Regions from separate parts of the Sus scrofa genome. Here all the other regions are linked to region 1. Evidence: chromatin contacts called from public HiChIP or PLAC-seq data. All regions are on one chromosome and are shown on one strand. The core of a region is the stretch at or near the end of the contact, and the rest is flanking DNA. Distances in the headings are between cores, read along the strand shown.

The links. HiChIP or PLAC-seq counts read pairs in DNA pulled down with a chosen protein or histone mark.
Region 2: an H3K27ac HiChIP or PLAC-seq map of alveolar macrophages shows a contact between it and region 1. The contact joins two enhancer-like sites. A contact is called at or near these places in 2 of 47 Hi-C or Micro-C datasets (embryonic fibroblasts and fibroblasts) and 1 of 2 datasets of contacts at active chromatin or transcription factors (alveolar macrophages).
Region 3: an H3K27ac HiChIP or PLAC-seq map of alveolar macrophages shows a contact between it and region 1. The contact joins two enhancer-like sites. A contact is called at or near these places in 1 of 47 Hi-C or Micro-C datasets (embryonic fibroblasts) and 1 of 2 datasets of contacts at active chromatin or transcription factors (alveolar macrophages).

What each region holds. Positions count from the first base shown.
Region 1 is chr6:105,827,014-105,830,326 of Sscrofa11.1, forward strand. The region is part of intron 1 of COLEC12 (collectin-12); the gene reads left to right. Among named protein-coding and RNA genes, the nearest start is that of COLEC12, 21 kb to the left of the region's middle. Within about 2 kb of position 1,783, at least 2 of the 83 cell types and tissues checked have an H3K27ac peak or open chromatin away from gene starts, as enhancers often do. A contact at or near this core is called in alveolar macrophages, where this site is marked.
Region 2 is chr6:106,018,280-106,021,592 of Sscrofa11.1, forward strand. The region is part of intron 1 of LOC110261178 (a long non-coding RNA gene); the gene reads right to left. Among named protein-coding and RNA genes, the nearest start is that of THOC1, 19 kb to the right of the region's middle. Within about 2 kb of position 1,597, at least 7 of the 83 cell types and tissues checked have an H3K27ac peak or open chromatin away from gene starts, as enhancers often do. A contact at or near this core is called in alveolar macrophages, where this site is marked.
Region 3 is chr6:105,961,883-105,965,195 of Sscrofa11.1, forward strand. All of the region lies in intron 3 of COLEC12 (collectin-12), which reads left to right. Among named protein-coding and RNA genes, the nearest start is that of THOC1, 76 kb to the right of the region's middle. Within about 2 kb of position 1,694, at least 5 of the 83 cell types and tissues checked have an H3K27ac peak or open chromatin away from gene starts, as enhancers often do. A contact at or near this core is called in alveolar macrophages, where this site is marked.

The DNA of each region.
Region 1 (3,313 bases), core at 533-3,032:
TCTCTTGGGTTAGAACATGATGGAAGATCATATGAAAAATGTGTGTGTGAGAGAGAGAAAGAGAGAGAGAGACTGGGTCACTTTGCTGTACAGTAGAAATCGAAGGAATTGTAAATCAACTATGCTTTAATACATTTTTTTTTTAAAGAGAGACTGCTTTAAGACACTTCTCTAGGATACTTTCCCTGATAATCCCAATAAGACATTCTCTATGTTACTGACCCCAGTGCCTCCTATGATTTGCTCTGTATTTGTAGTGTTCGACAAGGTAGAAATTAGTATTCTTTTAGTAGCTGCTGTAAGAATTGCTCATCTTCTTGGGATGAGGGTTAAGACAAGAAGCAGGGCATCCTCCTGGAGTCCTGTTAGGGACTGCCTGTAAAACCTTTGTGTCCTTGAGCCCCTAATGGGTTTGAGTCAGTTCACTGGGAGGCAGCGCTGAATTGCTTTAATAACAAAAATATGAGGCATCTGAAGTTCCCAGGGAATTTCAGGAGGGAGAGAGAAGTCAGTCAGACTAAATGCTGCATGGGAAAAAGACCAGAGAGGAGAAAGAAAACAAACAAACAAACTAATGGTAGGTCTGCTGAAAAGAAGCTTAGAGAGAGCAGAAATTTTAAAGCTATTTGTTGTTGGGGTCACAGTGTAACTGCTTTTTCCTGTGCACTGTGAAGTCCTCAGTGACAGCTCCTTGGCCCACAACTGGGCATGTCAGCAGATGCTTTTGCAAATGTGGCTCAGGAGTGGACGGTCTGGGGCTGGCAGGGAAGGCTGGCGTATGGATGGATCGTTACCTGTGTTCGTGTCTCATCAACTCCACTAGTCTGGAAGCATTTAGTGAATGAGTGAATAAATGAAAGCATGGGTTTCTATCTTAGCGGCAGATAAGGGTTTCTCTTTAATCCAGACTGGACCAGACCTCTCAGCCATTAATAGAAGAGTTAGGAGTTCCATTGTGTCTCAGTGGGTTAAGGACCTGATATTGTCTCTGTGAGGATATGGTTTGATCCTCAGCTTTGCCCAGTGGATTAAGGATCTGGCCTTGCCGCAAGCTGCAGTGTGGGTTGCAGATGTGACTGGGATCTGGCCTTGCTGTGGCTGTGATATAGCCCGGCAGCTGAAGCTCTGATTCAGCCTCTAACCTGGGAACTTCCATGTGCTGCAGATGCAGAAGTAAAAAGAAAACAGTACAAGACAAAATGAAAAACCAAACAAACAACAAAAAGAGAATTACTTAGGGAAGCAGTAGGGGCTTCATATGTATTTGTTGGATTAACCAATCACCGAGTCACGGAGAAGGATGCTGTTCTTCCGGTTGTAAGCACATTCTTCCATCTAGAAGGAACTAAAGCTTTAATCCTTGACATAGGAAGATGATTTGAATTGTGAAAACCTAGTTTTCTAGATTCCAAGAAAGATCTCTTCCCTATTCTCTGAATAAGGAAACAGTGATCAAATACAAATAGACCCACTTCTCCATTTTCTTAGGAGTCTTCATCCTGTAACTCATATTTTCATAGCACTTCATACCAAACTAGTGTGCCAGGCTTCAGCACTTTGTGTGGTATATATCATGCATCTAGGGTTTTTCTCTAATATTTCAAGGTTCGGTTATAGCCAGGTCCTGTGTCCCATTTGGGGGCTGAAAAATATGACCACAGAGGCTATATTCCCCCCCCTTCCCCCGAATGTCTTTTTTTTTTGAAAGCCTGTCAGCTTCTTGAGGGAAGGGACTGAGACTCACTCATTTCTGCTGCCCCACCGCCTGGCAGTCTCTGGTCCATAGTGAATCAGTGCTTATGAACTGAACTGCACATGGGGATGGAGCTGGGTCCTGGTGCAGAGATGGTGACCAGCTCAAGAATAATTGATTAGACAATAGGCAAGACATGGAAGCAACCTAAATGCCCATGGCCAGGAATTCCTGGCGCAACAGAAACAAATCCAACTAGGAACTGTGAGGTTGTGGGTTCCATCCATGGCCTCGCTCAGTGAGTTAAGGAACTGGTGTTGCTGTGAGCTCTGGTATAGGTTGCAGATGTGGCTTGGCTCCTGCGTTGTTGTGGCTGTGGTGTAGGCTGGCAGCTGTAGCCCCAATTCAACCCCTAGCTTGGGAACCTCCATGTGATACACACACACACACACACACACACGCATTTTCTCTCACACACACACACAAAATAGAATACCACTCAGCAACAAAAAAAGAGTGAAATAGTGCCATTTGCAGAAACATGGATATACTTAGAGATTATCATACTAAGTAAGGTAAGTCAGAAAAAGAAAGGTAAATACCATATGATATCACTTATATGTGGAATCTAAAATATGACACAAATGAATTTATTCATGAAACAGAAACAGATTCACAGACATAGAAAACGGTTACCGAAGGGCAAGGGGGTGGGGAAGGATAAATTACAAGTTTGAGAGGAGCAGATACAAACTACTATATATAAAATAGATAACAAGGGCCTACTGTATTGCACAGGGAACTATATTTAATATCCTGTAATAAACCATAATGGGAAAGAAAAGAAGAAGAACAATTGATTAGGGCTCCTTGCAAAGGCCTGGTTTTGACATCTTATTTCAAAAGTATCATTAAATCGCACAATAAATTGCCAGACCCACGCCTGGTAGAAGTGTCAGCTGAGAAGTTCTTTATCAGTGTGATAAGGAATTGCATCATGTTCATGTAAGGAAGGGGATAAGCTTTTGGTAGAAAGCATGGCTGACGTAACATCTCTCTTGTTTCCACAGTGGCCCTACTTTTAGGAATTCCCACAGCAAGGCTGTCTCTCTTTTTTTTTTTTTTTGCTTATTTACGGCTGAACCTGTGGCATATGGAAGTTCCAAGGCTAGGGGTCAATCAGAGCTACAGCTGCCAGCCTACACCACAGCCACAACATGGGATCTGAGCCACATCTGCAACTTACACCACAGCTCGTGGCAACACCGGATCCTTAACCCATTGAAGAAAGCCAGGGATCGAATCTGCATCCTCATGGATACTGGTCTGGTTTGTTACCCTGAGCCACAGCAGGAACTCCCAGCAAAGCTGTCTTTTGAAATGCATTTACTAGGAAACCATCCATGAGCCCCATGTATCCAGTAGAGAGAGTGGGGAAGGATTTAGCTGTCCTTGTAGGAGTCATGCCAGACTCCTGAGGTGGTGGAAAAGGTGATCTCAGAGCCTCGCATCAGAAAAGGAGGGCTTTAGCTTCAGTTACATGAAGATAACTTGACCCTTTGGCCAGTTGGTTATTCAGTCATTCATTCACCAAAATTTATTAAGCCCCTGCTCTGTGAC
Region 2 (3,313 bases), core at 347-2,846, 190 kb after region 1:
CCAGACAAAACTTTCATTCAAAAAGATACATGCATCCCTATGTTCATTGCAGTACTAATTCACAATAGCCAAGACATGGAAACAACCTAAATGTCCATTGACAGACAAATGGATTAAGATGTGGTACATATACGCAATGCAATACAACTCACCCATAAAAAAGAACAAATTAATCTGATTTGCAGCAACATGGATGGAACTAAGACTCTCATACTAAGTGAAGTAAGAAAGAGAAAGACAGGAGTTCCCGTTGTGGCGCAGTGGTTAACAAATCCGACTAGGAACCATGAGGTTTCGGTTTGATCCCTGGCCCTGCTCAGTGGATTAACGATCCAGTGTTACCATGAGCTGCGGTGTAGGTCGCAGACACAGCTTGGATCTGGCGTTGCTGTGGCTCTGGCACAGGCCGGGGGCTACAGCTCCGATTAGACCCCTAGCCTGGGAACCTCCATATGCCGCAAGAGTGGCCCAAGAAAATGGCAAAAAGACAAGACAAAACAAAAAAGAAAAGAAAAGAAAAAAGAAAGAGAAAGACAAATACCACATGATATCACTTATATGTGGAATCTAAAATATGACACAAATGATCCTATCTACAAAATAGAAACAGACTCTCAGACATAGAGAACAGACTTGTGGTTGCTGGAGGGGAAGTGGGGGGAGGAAGTGGGATGGACTCCGGGTTTGGGGTTGGTAGATGCAAACTATTACATTTAGAATGGATGAGCAATGAAGTCTTGCTGTATAGTACAGGAAACTATAACCAGTCTACTGGGACAGACCGTGATGGAAGATAACATGAGAAAAAGAATGCATATATATATATATGTATGTATGACTGGATCACTATGCTGTACAGCAGAAACTGACACAACACTGTAAATCAACTCCACTCTAAAAAAAAGAAAACAAAAATAAAAATAATTATTTTCCAAAAATAACAATAAAACCTTGCATTAAATGAAACTGGTTAAGTGCCTTGTGTACTATGAAATTCCTTTGATGAGTGAGTCACATTATTTATGGACTGTTGGAAGACCAACCTTTTATTGTACAAATTGCCAACTGATCATTTGGAAAGGAACCAAAGAGTCAGGAAGAGCTCCTTCTCACAGTAATGCAGAAAGACACACAAAGCATGACCCAGATATCGAAAGGGGCCGGCACTGCTAGCAGAAGCCATTCATGATTGAGTGAGGACACTGCTGCCTGGAATCTCTAATAACAAAGAAAACATGGAGGAAAAGGTGGAGAGAAACACTGCCCAGGGTGAAATACAATGGGGAGACCAGAAGGATCAGGGAGGGGTCTGGCTTCAGTGAACAAACAAGATGTAAAAGGATCCCATTTTTCTAGTCTCCCAAAAATCTGAATCCAACTAGACAACATATTTGATTGCAAGTATTTATCTTTTCCATGCATTCCATCTCAGTTAGAATGAAGAGAAGAGGATATTAATTTGGATAACACTAGCTGCTATAACAAACAGCCCCTCAAAAAAGTATAAATGGCTCAAAGACCACAGAAATTTCCTTCCCACAATTCAGTGTGAGGGAGATACTGTTTGGCAGCTCTCTCTTACGTGGCCATTCAGGAACCCAGGCTCCATCCATTTTTTGACTGTGTCATTTCCTAGGGCTTTGTCATCTTCTGCTCAAGACACTAAAAGGGGAACAAGTATGAAAAGGGCACTTAAGAACCCTGCCTCCCAGAAAAAGAATGTGTGTGTACATACATACACACACACACACACACACCCCTACAACTGGGTCACTTTGCTGTACAGCAGAAATTGACAGAACTTTATCAATCAACTATAATTTTTAAAAAAATGTTTTTCAAACCCTGCCTCTTGGAGTTTCTGTCGTGGCTCAGTGGTTAACGAATCCAACTAGGAACCACGAGGTTGCAGGTTTGATCCCTGGCCTTGCTCAGTGGGTTGAGGATCAGGCGTTGCCATGAGCTGTGGGTAGGTCACAGACCTATCCTGATTTGCTGTGGCTGTGATGGAGGCCGGCAGCTTAGACCCCTAGCCTGGGAACTTCCACATGCTGAGGGTGTGGCCCTAGAAAAAGGTAAAAAGACAAAAAAAATAAATAAATAATAAAAAAATAAAACAATAAAACACTGCCTCTTAAAATTCTGCCTCTTGGAGTTCCCTTCATGGCTTAAGCGGTTAACGAACCCAACTAGTATCCATGAGGATGTGAGTTTGATCCCTGGCCTCGCTCAAAGGGTTAAGGATCCGGTGTTGCCGGGAGCTGTGGTGTAAGTCAAGCACTTGGCTCTGATTTGGTGTTGCTGTGGCTGAGGTGTAGGCTGGCAGCCATAGCTCCAATTCAATCCCTAGCCTGGGAACTTCCATATGCTGAGGGTGTAGCCCTTAAAAAAAAAAAAAAAAAAAGGCAAAAAAACCTCTGCCTCTTGGGAGTTCCCTCATGGTTCAGCAGGTTAAGGATTCAGCCTTGTCACTGCTGTGGTTCTGGTTATAGCTATGATGCAGGTTTGATCGCTGGCCAAGGAATGTCAGCACGTGGCAGGTGTGGCCAAAAACAAACAATGAACAAATGAAAATAACACCCTGCCTCTTAAAAACCCTAGCTTGAGAACGACATCACAAATCATTGCCTAGAACTTCGCCGCAAGGGTGCAAAGAAATGTAGTCTAGCTGAATGCCCAAAGAAAAAGAAGAAATGGATTTCTTGGTCAATGTCCAACCAGCTGCTTAGAAAAAAATGAATGCTTTATTCATTTCTGCATGAATGCCTTCTGCTGTGCATTACATGTTAGTGGTAAGTAAACATTAGTAAAACGGAGTGTTTGAGTAACTACTGAGATCACAGTAGTAATAATTATTAACTTACTAAGAGCTAGTAATGTGTGCATTCCTAAATTATTTATACATGTTATCTTATTTAGTCCTTGAAGTTTTGTGTACTTTTAAAGATGAGAAAACGGGCACGGAGAGACACATTGAAAGTCACATAGCTGGAGAGTGGCAAGCTTGAATTTGAATCCAGATTCCTCATTCCTATCCACTATGCCTTGCTTTCTCCCAGAGTGTAACTTTTAACCATAACTTTTACTTGTGCATATAGCAACTAGCTTTTAGAATACTGTCACCTGAAATTTAATATGACGTGTCTCGAGTGGATATAAATGGATGGGGTCAGTGTGACAATTTTTAAGTCTGGAGCTTCCATTGTAATGATAACCTTTTTTATGGAGTTCCCATAGTAGCTCAGTGGAAACAAATCCAACTAATAACCATGAGGTCGCTGGTTCGATCCCTGGCCTCAGTCCGTGGGTTGAG
Region 3 (3,313 bases), core at 444-2,943, 130 kb after region 1:
GAATTGGAGCTGCAGCTGCCAGCCTACACCACAGCCACAGCGACACGGGATCCAAGCCACATCTGTGGCCTACATCACAGCTCATGGTAACGCTGATCCTTAACCCACTGAGTGAGGCCAGATTTCCTCATGGATACTTGTTGGGCTCATTACCACTGAGCCACAATGAGAACTCCATTTTTATGACATCAGAAAGCCCTTCTCAGCATTGGCATGTTTGCACAGGCTGGTTCATTCTCCTGGAACACCTTCTCCCTGCTCTCCACCTTTCTCTTTGTGAATTTTTCTCCCTTTCTGTCTTGCTTAGACATAGGTCCTGCAAGAAGCCTCTGAAAGCTGAGTTAGGTGCCCTCCTGCTGGTCCCTGTGGCATCCTTTTTTGCTCTTAGCCCCTATCACACTGTATCATTATGGCCAGTGGGTCTCTTTCACAACCCAAACCCAAAGCTCCACAAAGACCATAGACTATCTTTTTTATTTGTATCTCCCACTAGCACCCTGCCTGATGGTCCTTAATAGGTACCCAATAAAGTTTACTGAATAAATTAATGAGAAGAAAGATGGATGGATGGATGGATGGATGGATGGTGAATTGTAGATTAGGGCTGACTTCTGTAAAAGCAATAAACTGAAGCCCAAGGACCTCTAAGCCAATTGCTGCAACTCAGAACACTGCCTAGGAGCTAAAATTCTGAAGATCACTTGGCTTCCTCTTCATCTCACTAGGATGAAGGGGGAGGAGGTTGAGGGGGGAAGAGATTGAGAGAGTGAGACAAGTTGGAGACAAGATGATATTCTTGCCCCTTTTTCTCTCCTTCAAGATTCCCATTCCTCAGGCCTCTACTGACAAAAATAAGATAATACAACATGCAATTTTGGTCTTCAAACACAGCCTTAATGAACTAAAATGTTGACATTTTCCAGATGTGTTTTCTCTTTACTTGAATGATGATTCCTCTTTCTTGCTGATAAGATTCTGGTGACCCAGCATGGTAAGAGGTAGAAAGATAAGTTCTCCCTTCACACATCTCCTTTTGAAGTCTGGAGAAACTCTCTCCACTTTAAAAAAGAAAGGAAGGAAGGGAGGGAGGGAAAGAAAGCAAGAGAGAAAGACAGGAAGGAAGGAAAATATTCAGTGGAAGAAGAGGTTTCTCTGAAGGAGAAGTTGGAAGGAAATAAAATAGAAACTCCTTTATTCATCAAAGTTAAACTCAATGGCGTTTTCCTCAAAACTGTCCTTTACTTCTCCTTTCATGTCACTTATGCAACTACAAGTTAGTATATAACTTAAGTTCCTTGCAGAGAATTTGCTGAACAAGTCGGAGGATTGCTGAGTCACCCAAACCAGTCAGGACACTGGCTGTGACCGTGAGGCATGCCAGCCCCTTGACAGAAAGCACATTCTTGGACAGTTACAGCTTGGTGCACCCTCTGCACTGTGCTTTTCATTAGAAGGCAATGGAGCTTCCATGGTAGAAGCCACCTCCTGAATTCAGTGGGTCATTTTTCCCCCAGAACATTCCCTGAACAGGAAAATCCTACTCTGTGGTCCTGCCCAGCAGGCATCCACCTTAAGGTAATTAGGATAAAGAAGAAAGACAGACATCTGACTCTTTCTCATTCGGAACCTCCTCTGAGGCAACAGTCCTAGTCATAGGTGTCTGCCTTGCTGCTTAGCTCTGCCAAAGTGGCCATTACAGCTGGGCAAGTAGGCTTTCAGATGTGCATCAGAGCACAGTCACTGTTGTGAGAATCCAGGATAACACCCTATAACCAGATCTTCTGTATTTTTGTAAGGAAACCTGAAATAGTGTTCAAGGTAGAAATGTCTTTATTGCATTCTAAGGGAGCGTAACTGATATTACCAGGAAGTCCCAAATACCAATGAGGGAGGTTTGTTTCCCACAATCAGACTGGTACAGACCCTCGTGAGCACCAGGCAGGAGTTCTGCTCTCGTTCCCTGTCCCCAGGGCCTGGGCTGTGAGCTGTGTCTCTTGTATCCTTTGTGTCAAGCCCTGGGCCACAAACATGACAGATAATTGGTAAACATCTGAGGATGGTGACTGTAAAGGGAAGATAAAGAAGATATAATCCTTCCCCCCAAGGGACTTTTCTTGAAAGAAATCATATTTAGGAAAAAAATACTTGATGAGAGGCCATGTGGAATTATAAAACAAGTAGGTTTTAGAGTGAGATCTCTCTCCTGACCTGGTATCCCACTTAGTCACTTAGAAGCTGTGTGACTGTGGGAAGGTTACTGAACATCTCTGAGCCTCAGTTTTTTTTTTCATCTGTAAAATAAAAGTTGTAAGGATTAACTGCAGTGAGGATGTGCTGCACCTTGCAAAGAGTAGGCATTCAATCAATAGAAGTTTTTGTTGTTGTTTTTGTTTTTTGCCATTCTGATTAAAAGCCCTATTGGTGTGGAGTCAGCTCATGAGAGAAGGCTTGGCATGATGGGCCAGTGAGATTTGGAGTAGACTTGAAAGGATGGGTGGAATCAAGAAGAAGAAAGAAGAGGTTAGTGGCCCAGGCCAGGGGATGATACCAAAGTGTTTTTATAGAAAAGGTATTATTGTCAGATTATCCTAGAGAAGTGGGCTTCAGGTACTTGAAGTGGGGTGAGGAGCAACACTCCAGCTATAACACCTAAAACATCGATGTTTTGAAGGAAAAAAATCTGTCAAGGAACACTTTACAAGAATGGGGAGCTTGTGACAAAAGACTGCTAATGACCCTTCTATGTCACATGCTTGTTTTCCTCATAGGAGAACAAGTCTGTAAACTGAGGTCTCCTCCAAAGACAGGGAGTTTCTAGGGTCAGAGAAGATGGCTTTGCCACTATTTTCCTGACTGAAAATTTGTGCTAATGAGTTAAGAGGAAAAACAAAACAAAACAAAAACCCAAAAATGCTACATGCTATTATGGCAAGTGTTACTTCTGGCTCTCCATCAGTCTGGTGTTTTTACGCAGTAGCCAGCTGCCAGCTTTGCTAGCCTGAATATACCCAGATCCTATTTTTATACACTGACACTCACACCCCAGTGCAAGTTACTAGTTCACTGGCATTTGTGGGTGGGGCAAAGAGTTTCCTAGCATCAAAGAGAAACAACAGTTTTTTTAATGAATGTATTTATTCCTTTTACTCTATGCAAACCTGAATGATCTATCTGTGACAGTTCTGTGTTTTTAAAAAGTAAAATGGAAGAAAAATTAGAGAGGGTAGAAAATGACTGCCTGTCAGCATATTCAGAGGTTTCTTTGGTTTCCAGGAAAAAAGGGCAGGACTTAAGGTCCTGTGTGTGGTTTGAG